Regions from separate parts of the Pan troglodytes genome. Here region 2 is linked to region 1. Evidence: chromatin contacts called from public HiChIP or PLAC-seq data. All regions are on one chromosome and are shown on one strand. The core of a region is the stretch at or near the end of the contact, and the rest is flanking DNA. Distances in the headings are between cores, read along the strand shown.

Region 1 (5,057 bases), core at 1,979-4,478:
AGAAATGTTTATGTGACAACATTAGCAAGCTCGACAAACAGGTATGGTAGGACGTGAGGAAAAGGAGAATTAAGATGGACTTCAGGCCGGGCGCGATGGCTCACGCCTGTAATCCCAGCACTTTGTGAGGCCGAGGCAGGAGGATCACGAGGTCAGGAGATTGAGACCATCCTGGCTAACATGGCGAAACCCCGTCTCTACTAAAAAATACAAAAAATTAGCCAGGCGTGGTGGCGGGTGCCTGTAGTCCCAGCTACTCATGAGGCTGAGGCAGGAGAATGGTGTGAACCCGGGAGGCTGAGGCAGGAGAATGGTGTGAACCCGGGAGGCAGAGTTTGCAGTGAGCTGAGATCGTGCCACTGCATTCCAGCCTGGGTGATAGAGCGAGAGCCCATTTCAAAAAAAAAAAAAAAAAGATGGCCTTCATTTTCTGGCTTGTCTCGCTGGTCAGATGGAAGCAGCACTGATAGGGAAAAAAGAAGCAGCAGCACATTGAGCAAGTTGTAAGTATTATTTCCATGTTGGATATGAGGACTCCATGTGCCTTCTAGACATCCTTACAGAGATGTTCAGCAAGAATCTCAAGCTGAGGTCCTCAGAGGCAGAAATATCTCAGAGCATAAAGACTCACAAGTTAAAACCACAAAGGGCATGAAAAAAAATCAGAAAGAATAATGGGCTAACAATGGAATAGCAATGTTCATGAAACAAAAGATTGTATAAAAGATATAAAGAAGACATGATTACAAGCTGGGTGTGGCAGCTCACAGCTGTCATCAGTGCACTTTGGGAGGCCAAGGTGGGAGGATCACTTGAACCCAGGAGTTCGAGACCAGCCTGGGCAACATAGTGAGACCTCATCTCAATTAAAAAAAAAAAAAAGACATGATTACAGAGCTACAAAGAGAATCATGTGAGTGATACCACAGACATTATCAGAGGTGCCTATTAGGGAGGGGGCAGTCATACTGTCAAATGCAACAAAGAGTTTGGTAAAGTATGAACTGAAAGATACTCATTGGGTTTGAAAATATTTAGGTTACTGCTAAATTTTTCCAGAACAGATCCATCAGAATGGTGGGGGCAGACACCAGACTGTATCAAGTGGGTTGAAATGAGACAGGCACGTGAAGAAGTTTTACCTACAGAATATAATATTGAATTGTTCCGTCTAGAACTTGTTTTATAAGTATAGCTGAAATAAAGTTATGGGGCATTATTTGAGGAACATTATTCTATTTGTTATAGGTTTTATCCATTTATTCTAGGTCTTATCAGTGGATCATAGACATCACAGAGAACCATCAGAATGCTGCCTGTTCGGATGACACTGGATTGGTTCCCTGTAATTACTGTGCTCTGCCTGGGTATAGAAGTCACAGGAAACCCATACCATTTCTTTCTCAGCTGTTTTTGGCAGAACTGTCTCTACTTCACTTACTCAAAGATCATCCAAGAAAATTTTTAGATATAAATGACGGGAAAACCACACAAAAATCCAGTGTAAGGGCTATCTCATATTGTCTGGGCCTTTCTGGAACCATTTGAGTAACTATAGGAATATATGATTTCTGTATATCTATGTCCACTTTTCCAGTATTGATCGAATACTCTTCTCTGATGCTGAATTTTATACATTTCGTTTCATCTGCAAACTACTCTAAACCTCTTGAAATTCACTGTATAATGTGAGAAGTAAATCCCTGAGCAACTTACCTGAAATTTTTTCATTTTCAGGTTCTCTTGAGAAAGGGCCAAGAGTGTTGAAAGCAGAGCTGGGTAAGGAAGAATGGGGAATGGAATCATGAGCGATTTGGCTCACACAGCAGCTCTACAATTACCTACAAAGCCACACACCCATTTAAAAACATGGCCCTTTGACCAGTCTGGTTCAGGAAGCAACATCTTGAGGAAACGTTCACTTGTCCATTTATAGTTCTAGAATGGTCTCATAGAGCTTTTCTTACTGAGTGTCAACAAATGTTTTCTACTGAATTACTGTCAATCTATGCCTCCTTTGAAAAAAATTGAAAACGTCTGAGTCCAATTAATAGGAGACTAGGTCAACGAAAGTTAGTATATACAAAGCCTGGAACACTATTTTGGCATTAAAATGGACTCTAGGATTAAAAGATTTCTTGGAACAGGAAAATGATATTATGTCACTTACCTGTTTTCCTACTAATGTGTTTAGCCACTTGAGATGACAGAATCCAGAGAGAATGAATGAAAGTGCTTTAAGGTGTTTGTCTTTTTGACAGTTTGGTTTCCCTTAGCTGCAGTTTCACAAGAGGACCTTTTACTAAGAAACTTCTTGTGGTAGGTAACGTAAATGTGGTAGATGACGAAAGCCCTGACCTGGTACTCAAAGGACCAGAATTCAGTTATTGGCTCTGTCACTAGCAAACTGCATTACTGAAAAAAATATTTACTAAGTCGTAATTTTAATATAAGATAAATTGGTTTTTAGTCTTTCCTTTACCCCTATCGTGTAGCTCTGTAAGGGGTAAACTCAGTAAATCCCAGGTGAGGTGATGAACATGGTTGGTGCAGCTCTGAATAAACAGAGGGTGGAGATGGTAGGGAATGACATGTATGTGTTTAGGAAGTGATGAAGACATCATTTCCTTATTTATAACCAGTACGCCTTCCCTCCAACCCAGGACTCTCGCAGATACCTCCAGTGAAGCGTCTTTTCCTGTCAAATCTTGACCCTGCCCATTCCAGCTCACATCCTTCTTCCGAAAGTTGAACTGAACTTCGCTGAGCTATAGTAATCAATGGCTGCAAGACTAAGTGCATCAGCAGAAGTTCTGGAAAGAGGCTCTAGCTACTTGGATGCGTAAACCTTTCACCTTCACCAAGCGCCTTCTTCGGGCAAATCGGGGCCCTAGAGAGAGCTCGCCCCGTGGCCTGCAGGTCAGGAGCCCAATCCTGCCCTGGCTGCCTCGCCTCCCGACCACAGGAAACCCTCCCTCCAAAGACAGGGAGAGCGCGCGTCCACCCTCCGCAGACCCGAGGCCAGCTCCGCCCGGCCCCACCGTTCCCTCCGACGCCCGAGTGCTCAGAGCTCGCCGCCAGCCCTTCCTATAGGTTGTGGGTGCACCCGCTTCGCCTCCAGTTCGCACCAGGTCCAAGTCTCGGCGGGACCAGGGATTCACGGGCTGCAGGACGCTCACCCGGAAGAGCCTGGCGAACCGGAAGGGCGTCCAGGTAAAAAACAGGAACCGCACATGCGCAGAAAGGCCCCCGGGCCGCCTTTCCCGGGGCTCTCCCGGGCCCCGCGCCGGCTTTCCGGACCACAGTCCCCAGAAGGCGTCGCGGCCACCGCCCTACTCTGAGGGATCTTTGAGGAGTTTCTGCTTTAACTACAGAGTTTGGGTGACTGCTGTGAATCATCAATACGAAAAGTAAAGTTTCATATCCGTTTCATCGAAGTCTATAGATGAGAAAGGAAAATTCTGCGAAATGAAAATGACTGCTAAAGATATTCCAGCAGAATATTAAGGGAATAATACTAACGACCTGCAGAAAATTTCTCCCAAACAGGATACAAAATCATTGCTGGCTTTCAATACGTGAAGATTGAAAATAAATCAGAATATCTCTGAAGAAAATGATCTATTAGCCGTAACCCCAATTCCCAGAGATACCCGAGTTTAACATTAGGTGCACATTCTTCTGACAGTTTTACAAAGAGGAACTCATATGGGTCTAGTAATTTGTTATTTTTTAAATTAGCAATATAGTTAATATACTTTAATACCACGAATTATCTCATATACATTGTGAGTAATATAGAAAATAGTTTTACATCCACAAGGAAAATACATACAATCATGTATGGTTTAACGATGGGGATACACTCTGAGAAATGTGTCTTTAGGCAACCTCGTCTTTGTGTGAACATCATGGAGGGTTCTTACACAAATCTAGACGATATAGTCTACTACACACCTAGGCTGTATGGTATAGCCTATTTCTCCTAGGCTACAGACCTGTGTGGCATGTCACTGTCCTGAATACCATATGCAATGGTAACACAATGGTATTTGTGTATGTAAACATATGTAAACATAGGGAAGGTGCAGTAAACGTACAGTATTATAATCTTATGAGACCACAGTTGTATATGCAGTACATCGTTGACTGGAACATTCTTATATTATGCATGACTGTATATGAATTGTATACATATTGAATAAATAGAACTTTATAAAACTTTACTCATTGGAAGGCATGAAAGTTTCTGACAAAGTTATAATGTATTATTATTCAATTCCAGAAAAGAACAATTAGCGACTGGTGGTAGCTAGTCTTCAAAGATGGCCCCCAATGAACTAAACTTCCCAGTATTCCAGGCTTGTATATTTCCCTCCCACGTTGACTTTGACTGACTCTGTGACTCTCTTTAACCAAAAGAATGCGTCAGAAGTCACACTGTGCCAGTTCCAGAAAATAAGCCATACAAAGTCCTGGCAGCTTCAGCTTTGCCCTTTGAAGAGTCCTTAGACGCTATGTAAGACATGCAGCTAACCTGTTAGACCAAGTGGAGAAACCAGGAGAAGTAGGAAGTGAGAGGCCCTGAGACCACATGGAAAAAGAGAGGCCCATCTTTCCTAGCAATGCAGCTATCCCAGCCTTCCAGTCATCCTTGCCTAGAGACATCAGACATATGAGTGAACATTCCAGGCCAGTGAAGTTCCTGGATGACTTCAGCTCCAGATGAAATCATATAGCTGATCCCAGTAAACATACAGACTACAAGAAATAATGAATTTTATTATTTTAAGCCTCTAAGTTTTGGGTGGTTTGTTACACAGCAATAGCTAGCTAAGCACCAACAAAAGATGATGTCCAAGAATATAATATGAAAAGCTGCCATTTCAAATCATTGAGAAAGGCTTATTGTTAAATAGATTATTGAAAAAGTGTTGTGGGACAACTCACTAACCATTTGGAGTAAAAAACTAAGATTAAATTCCCATCTCACACATTATAATCAATATATTTCACATTGACATATAATTTGAAATGTTAAAAGCAAACTCACAGAG
Region 2 (4,916 bases), core at 2,411-4,910, 180 kb after region 1:
ATCTTAACACCTTTACTTAGATCTCATCTCATACTTGTAGCATTTCTTCAAATTTACTTTGAAAAAAGAGCTTCACTGTGTGTGGTTGTCACACACATTCTTCTACCCAACCATGGACCTCTTTCTTCCTCTCAGGCGCACTTCATCTAATTTTTTTAGCACTGGCCTGGCCTTTTTGGAGGAGGTGGAGTAGCTCTTCAGAAAGGCTTCAAACACAGTTTCAGTGTTGGGATGGGTACTGAGGAAGGCCTTCTCCAGGACATAGAGGTCTACTCCCTTATCCTCTGGAAGTGCTGAAATGAAACTCAGCCCAAAGTCTATGAGCACAATGTTCAGCTGTTCCAGGGGGGGTTTCAGGAGCATGTTGGAGGTGGTGAGATCGCCATGAATGAGGTCTTCATCGTGCATTCGAGCCAAAACCTGCCCAATTGTCTTGGCTAAGTTGGAGAGACCCTGGGGAGTTTTTTCAGTCTCCATAGTGGACTGAATATAATCTCGAACAGTCACTGAGCCTTCAATTTCTTCCATATATAAGCAGTTGGAAGCATAGTCCACAAAAAAGACAACTGGGGCAGATATTCCTGAAATCAAGACATAAGTGGTTATTGGGTTGGATTTTTTTTAAAGGGTAAACTTAATTTTCAAAGATTAAGCCAGTTTTTCCATCTATATCTACTTATTTCAGGACTACTGAGGAATGCTACAGGAAATGGTACAACTGAACTCATCTGGAATATTCCCCTGCTCATGCCCACTGCAGGACTATGCCTGGGAACATCCCACAGCTAAACTGAGGAGGCCATAGCTTCCTCCTCCCTTCCAAACCACCCTTTCTCACTGGACTTCATTTGTCACACTCACTCTCTAAAAAACAAACAAAACAAAGGCCGGGTGTGGTGGCTCATGCCTGTAATCCCAGCACTTTGGGAGGCGGAGGCGGGAGGATCACTTGAGGTCAGAAGTTCGAGACCAGCCTGGCCAACAGGGTGAAACCCCCATCTCTACTAAAAATACAAAAATTAGCCAGGTGTGGTGGCTCACGCCTGTAGTCTCAACTACTCGGGAGGCTGAGGCAGGAGAATAGCTTGATCTCAGGGAGCAGAAGTTGCAGTGAGCTGAGATTGTGCCACTGCACCACTCCAGCCTGGGTGACAAAGTGAGACACTGTCTCAAAAAACAAAAACAAAGAGCAAGGCACAGCCCAGTCAGAGCAGTTTCTACTGATGAGGACACAAACAGGAGGCCAAGCAGTGTGCTGGCTTCGAGGTTCATCTTCGTAGTCAGAGAGGACAGGGTTCAAATCCCAGCTCCTTTTCTTATTAATTGTCTAATCTAATCTTAAAATTACATTAACTTCTCTAAGCCTCAGTTTCTGCTACCATACAAGGAACAATAGCTCCAATAAACTTAATGAATCTTTACTGAAAGTCAACCAGACTCAGTATACTTTTCTAGAAACTGAGAGATGTTATCAATGGGGATACAGCAATAAACAAGCCAGCTATAATACAATCTCTGCTTAACGAAACAGATCATGAGGCTGAAAACAGAAATATGAATACACAAATAACTTCATGAAATCTTAAGACTCTGAAAGGGCAGCAATGTGTCCGCTTGTTGGCTACTGAATATCCCCCACCCAGATCTCCCAGCACTTAACAATGTCCTGGTACCCACTGGTACCTAAAAAATACTGATAAAAGAAAGGCAAGAAGCGTAAAAGTAAAAAGCCAGGGCTTCTGAGTCAGAGGCATAAGGAGCTGAGGGCCTGGACCGGCCACTTAGTAACCGTGTAACCTTGGGCAAGTTACTTCTCTCTGAGTGTCACTTTCTCATCTGAGGACAAAGTTTATGGTGCTGGCGCACAATGATGTTTAATGAAAAAATAGGCAATTTAATGAAATCCAACATTTATCGGGCACTATGTGCCAGGCACACATTCGAAGATAATACGTGACACACATACCGCCTCTAATGGTCACAACATCCCTATGACATGGATACTGCTACTATGTCTCCCATTTTACAGGTGAGAAAACCGAGGCTGAGAGGCTAAATAACTTGTTGAAAGGCTACATAAGCAGCAGAGTTAGTATTTCAACCCAGGGAGCCTGGCTCCAGTGGGGCAAGTACTTGTCATTACATGTTTCTTAAAACTAATAAATGGAAAGATAATGATCGAAAATTGAAACGAGTCAAATGGGGAAACCAAGGCTCAGGGAAGTTAAACATGTTCAACATTGAGCAATAATGACAGATCCCAGATTTGAACCAGGCAGAACGGCCTCAGGACAAAAGCTTGACGCTGCATGGCCACGTGGTTTCTTAAGACTTAACGAATGAAGAAAGGGATGAAAGAATAACATTTCCGAAAGGCCGGCCACGGCAGAAGGCACAGAAGGAGAAACTGAGTCAAATCGAGCTTCGGAGCGCAGGGGAGTCCCTCACCCGCCCAGGCCCCAGAGCCTCGGGGCCGCCCACGCCGGGATCCCGGCCCACCTTACCAGCGCGGCGGCAGCGGAGGAGCGCCCGGGCCTCCTGCACCGTCCGCCGTCGGCCAAGCCGCGCCTCCAGCGCCGGGTGCCGGTAGCCCTTGGGGAAGCGGTGCTTGATCACCGCCGCGCGGCCCTGGAAGCGGCCACGGAACACGCGCGCCTCGGCACCCTGCTTCACCAGCTCCAGGCCGCTCAAGAAGCGGCTGCTCCGCTCCCGGGCTGCGGCCAGAGCCTCAGCCTCCGGGGCGGGATCCTCGCCATCGGCCGGCGTAGTAGCTCTGGCCGCCGCCATGACTGTGCTCGGCGCAACAGCTCCAACCGATCAGCTGTCTCTGAAAACTGTCGCGATGCTTCGGCTCGCTTCGGAAATCCTGGGACTTCTTCGGCAATCCTGGGACTTCTTCGGCTACCCGAATGCGTCCACCCCGCACACTTCCGGCCTGTAAGTGGTTACGCCTGCCAACTTTTCGGCTCTCTGAAGCCTTAGGTTCCCTGCAGGAAGGGCTCTGTGGCCCCGCCTTCCGCCTCTTCGGCTATCTCCGTACACGTTCGGCAACGCTCAGTAAGTGGCTCTTCCCGACTCCTTGGCTCTCCGGAAATCTTCGGTGACTCTCGCAGCCGGCTTTGGGGGCCCACCTCTCAGTTGGTCGTCTCTTTCCGGAAAACTTCGGCGCCTCTCGAGAAAAACGTCGGACGCACTTTGCTCTCTTCAGAAGTCTCTTCCGGGACAGCTGCACCCTCTAGTAGTCTCTTTTTGGAACTCCTCTTCCCCTGACTCCTACATTCCCCCCAAAATGTACTCATACAAGTCAGGGTTGGAAGGGTCAGACAATGAACCATGTTTCCGACATCCTCTTAAGTGCTAGGATAACTACCATTTAGTGCATTCAGAAGAAATAAGGTTAAATGATGAAAATCCTTACAGAAAAGAAAATTGAGACTCAGAGATGGCAGAGGGGGTGGTAAGATGGGGTGGGGAGTGGGGGCTGGGGAATCCGGGAAAATCTTCCGGAGACAGAACCTAAACTGAATTGGGAATAATTACACTTTTTCAATTTCTACCTGTTTCATTACAAAGCTTATAATAACACAGGCTGTAGCAAATTCTTACAATACGGAACTTTGCACACGCACACATAAATAAATAAACTACCTATCCCCCTTGTGACACTGCTGGCCGTTAGTTCCTTTCCAGAATTTTCTTTTATTCAGTGTGCGCACTCACACATCGTTGTGGCGTTTTTTCCAACATAAATGACATCATACTGTGGGTTCTTTGGCAACTTGCTTTTCATTTTCCTAAACGATTTATCTCAGACTATATTCCATATCAATACATACAGAGCTACCACGTCCTTCTACCTGGTCAGGCAGTTTCTTGTTGCTAAACAGTTGTTTCCAGTTTGTTGTTTTTCAGGAAAACACTTTACTTACTATTGCCAGTTTATTATAAAAGATAGTATAAAAGATAAAAATGAACAGCCAGATGAAGATGTACATAAGGAAAAGTAAAAATTGTATGTGTTTATCGTAAGTAACATGTTTTGAAATATGTATACATTGTGGAATGGCTAAATCCAGCTAGTTAACATTACCTAACATACTGATCATTTCGGGGGTGAGGACACTTAAAATCTATTATCTTAGCATTTTTCAAGAATACAACACATTGTTATTATCTATAGTCACCATGTCGTGCAATAGATTTCATGAATGTTCCCTCCTATCTACCTGAAATTTTGTATCCTTTGACCAACATCTCAAAATCCTTCCTATCTCCCTCCCCCTACCCCACCGCTTGGTAACCATCATTCTACTCTGCTTGCATGAGTTCAACTTTTCTTACCTTCCTCATATAAGTGAGATCATGGGATATTTGTCTTTCTGTGCCTGGCTTATTTCATTTAACACAATATCCTCCTGTTCCATCCATGTTGCTGTAAATGACAGCATTCCATTCTTTTTAAAGGCTGAATAGTATCCCATTGTGTGTATAAATGTACCATATTTTTATCCATTCATTTAGTGATGGGCACTCAGATTGAGAATTGTGAATGATGCTGCAATTAACATGGGACTGCAGACATCTCTTCAATATACTGATTTTGTTTCCTTTGGATATGTACCCAGTAGTAGGGTTGCTGGATCATAAGGTAGTTCTATTTTTAATTTTTTGAAGAACCTCCATACTGTTGTCCATAATGTCTGTACTAATTTACATTCCTATCAACAGGGTGCAACGGTTCCCTTTTCTCCACATCCTTGCCAACACTTATTATCTTTCTTATATTTTAAAATAGCGATTCTAACAGGTCAGAGGTGATATCTCATTGTGGGTTTAATTTGCATTTCTCTGATGATTAGTGATGTTGAGCATTTTTTTTAATATACCCGTTGTCCATTTTTATGTCTTCTTTTGAG

Evidence for each region. HiChIP or PLAC-seq counts read pairs in DNA pulled down with a chosen protein or histone mark.
Region 2: an H3K4me3 HiChIP or PLAC-seq map of stem cell-derived excitatory neurons shows a contact between it and region 1, with 5 times the contacts expected there. The contact joins the promoter of TP53RK here to the promoter of ZNF334 in region 1. A contact is called at or near these places in 5 of 7 Hi-C or Micro-C datasets (blood, induced pluripotent stem cells, a lymphoblastoid cell line and 1 more) and 1 of 1 datasets of contacts at active chromatin or transcription factors (stem cell-derived excitatory neurons).

What each region holds. Positions count from the first base shown.
Region 1 is chr21:52,772,609-52,777,665 of NHGRI_mPanTro3-v2.0_pri, forward strand. ZNF334 (zinc finger protein 334) reads right to left here and starts at 3,229. Exons shown (of 10, transcript XR_010154066.1): 1 at 2,171-3,229; 2 at 1,717-1,775.
Region 2 is chr21:52,948,171-52,953,086 of NHGRI_mPanTro3-v2.0_pri, forward strand. It overlaps TP53RK (TP53 regulating kinase), which reads right to left and starts at 3,661. Exons shown (of 2, transcript XM_514697.9): 1 at 2,505-3,661; 2 at 1-581. The coding sequence starts at 2,787. The coding sequence ends at 103.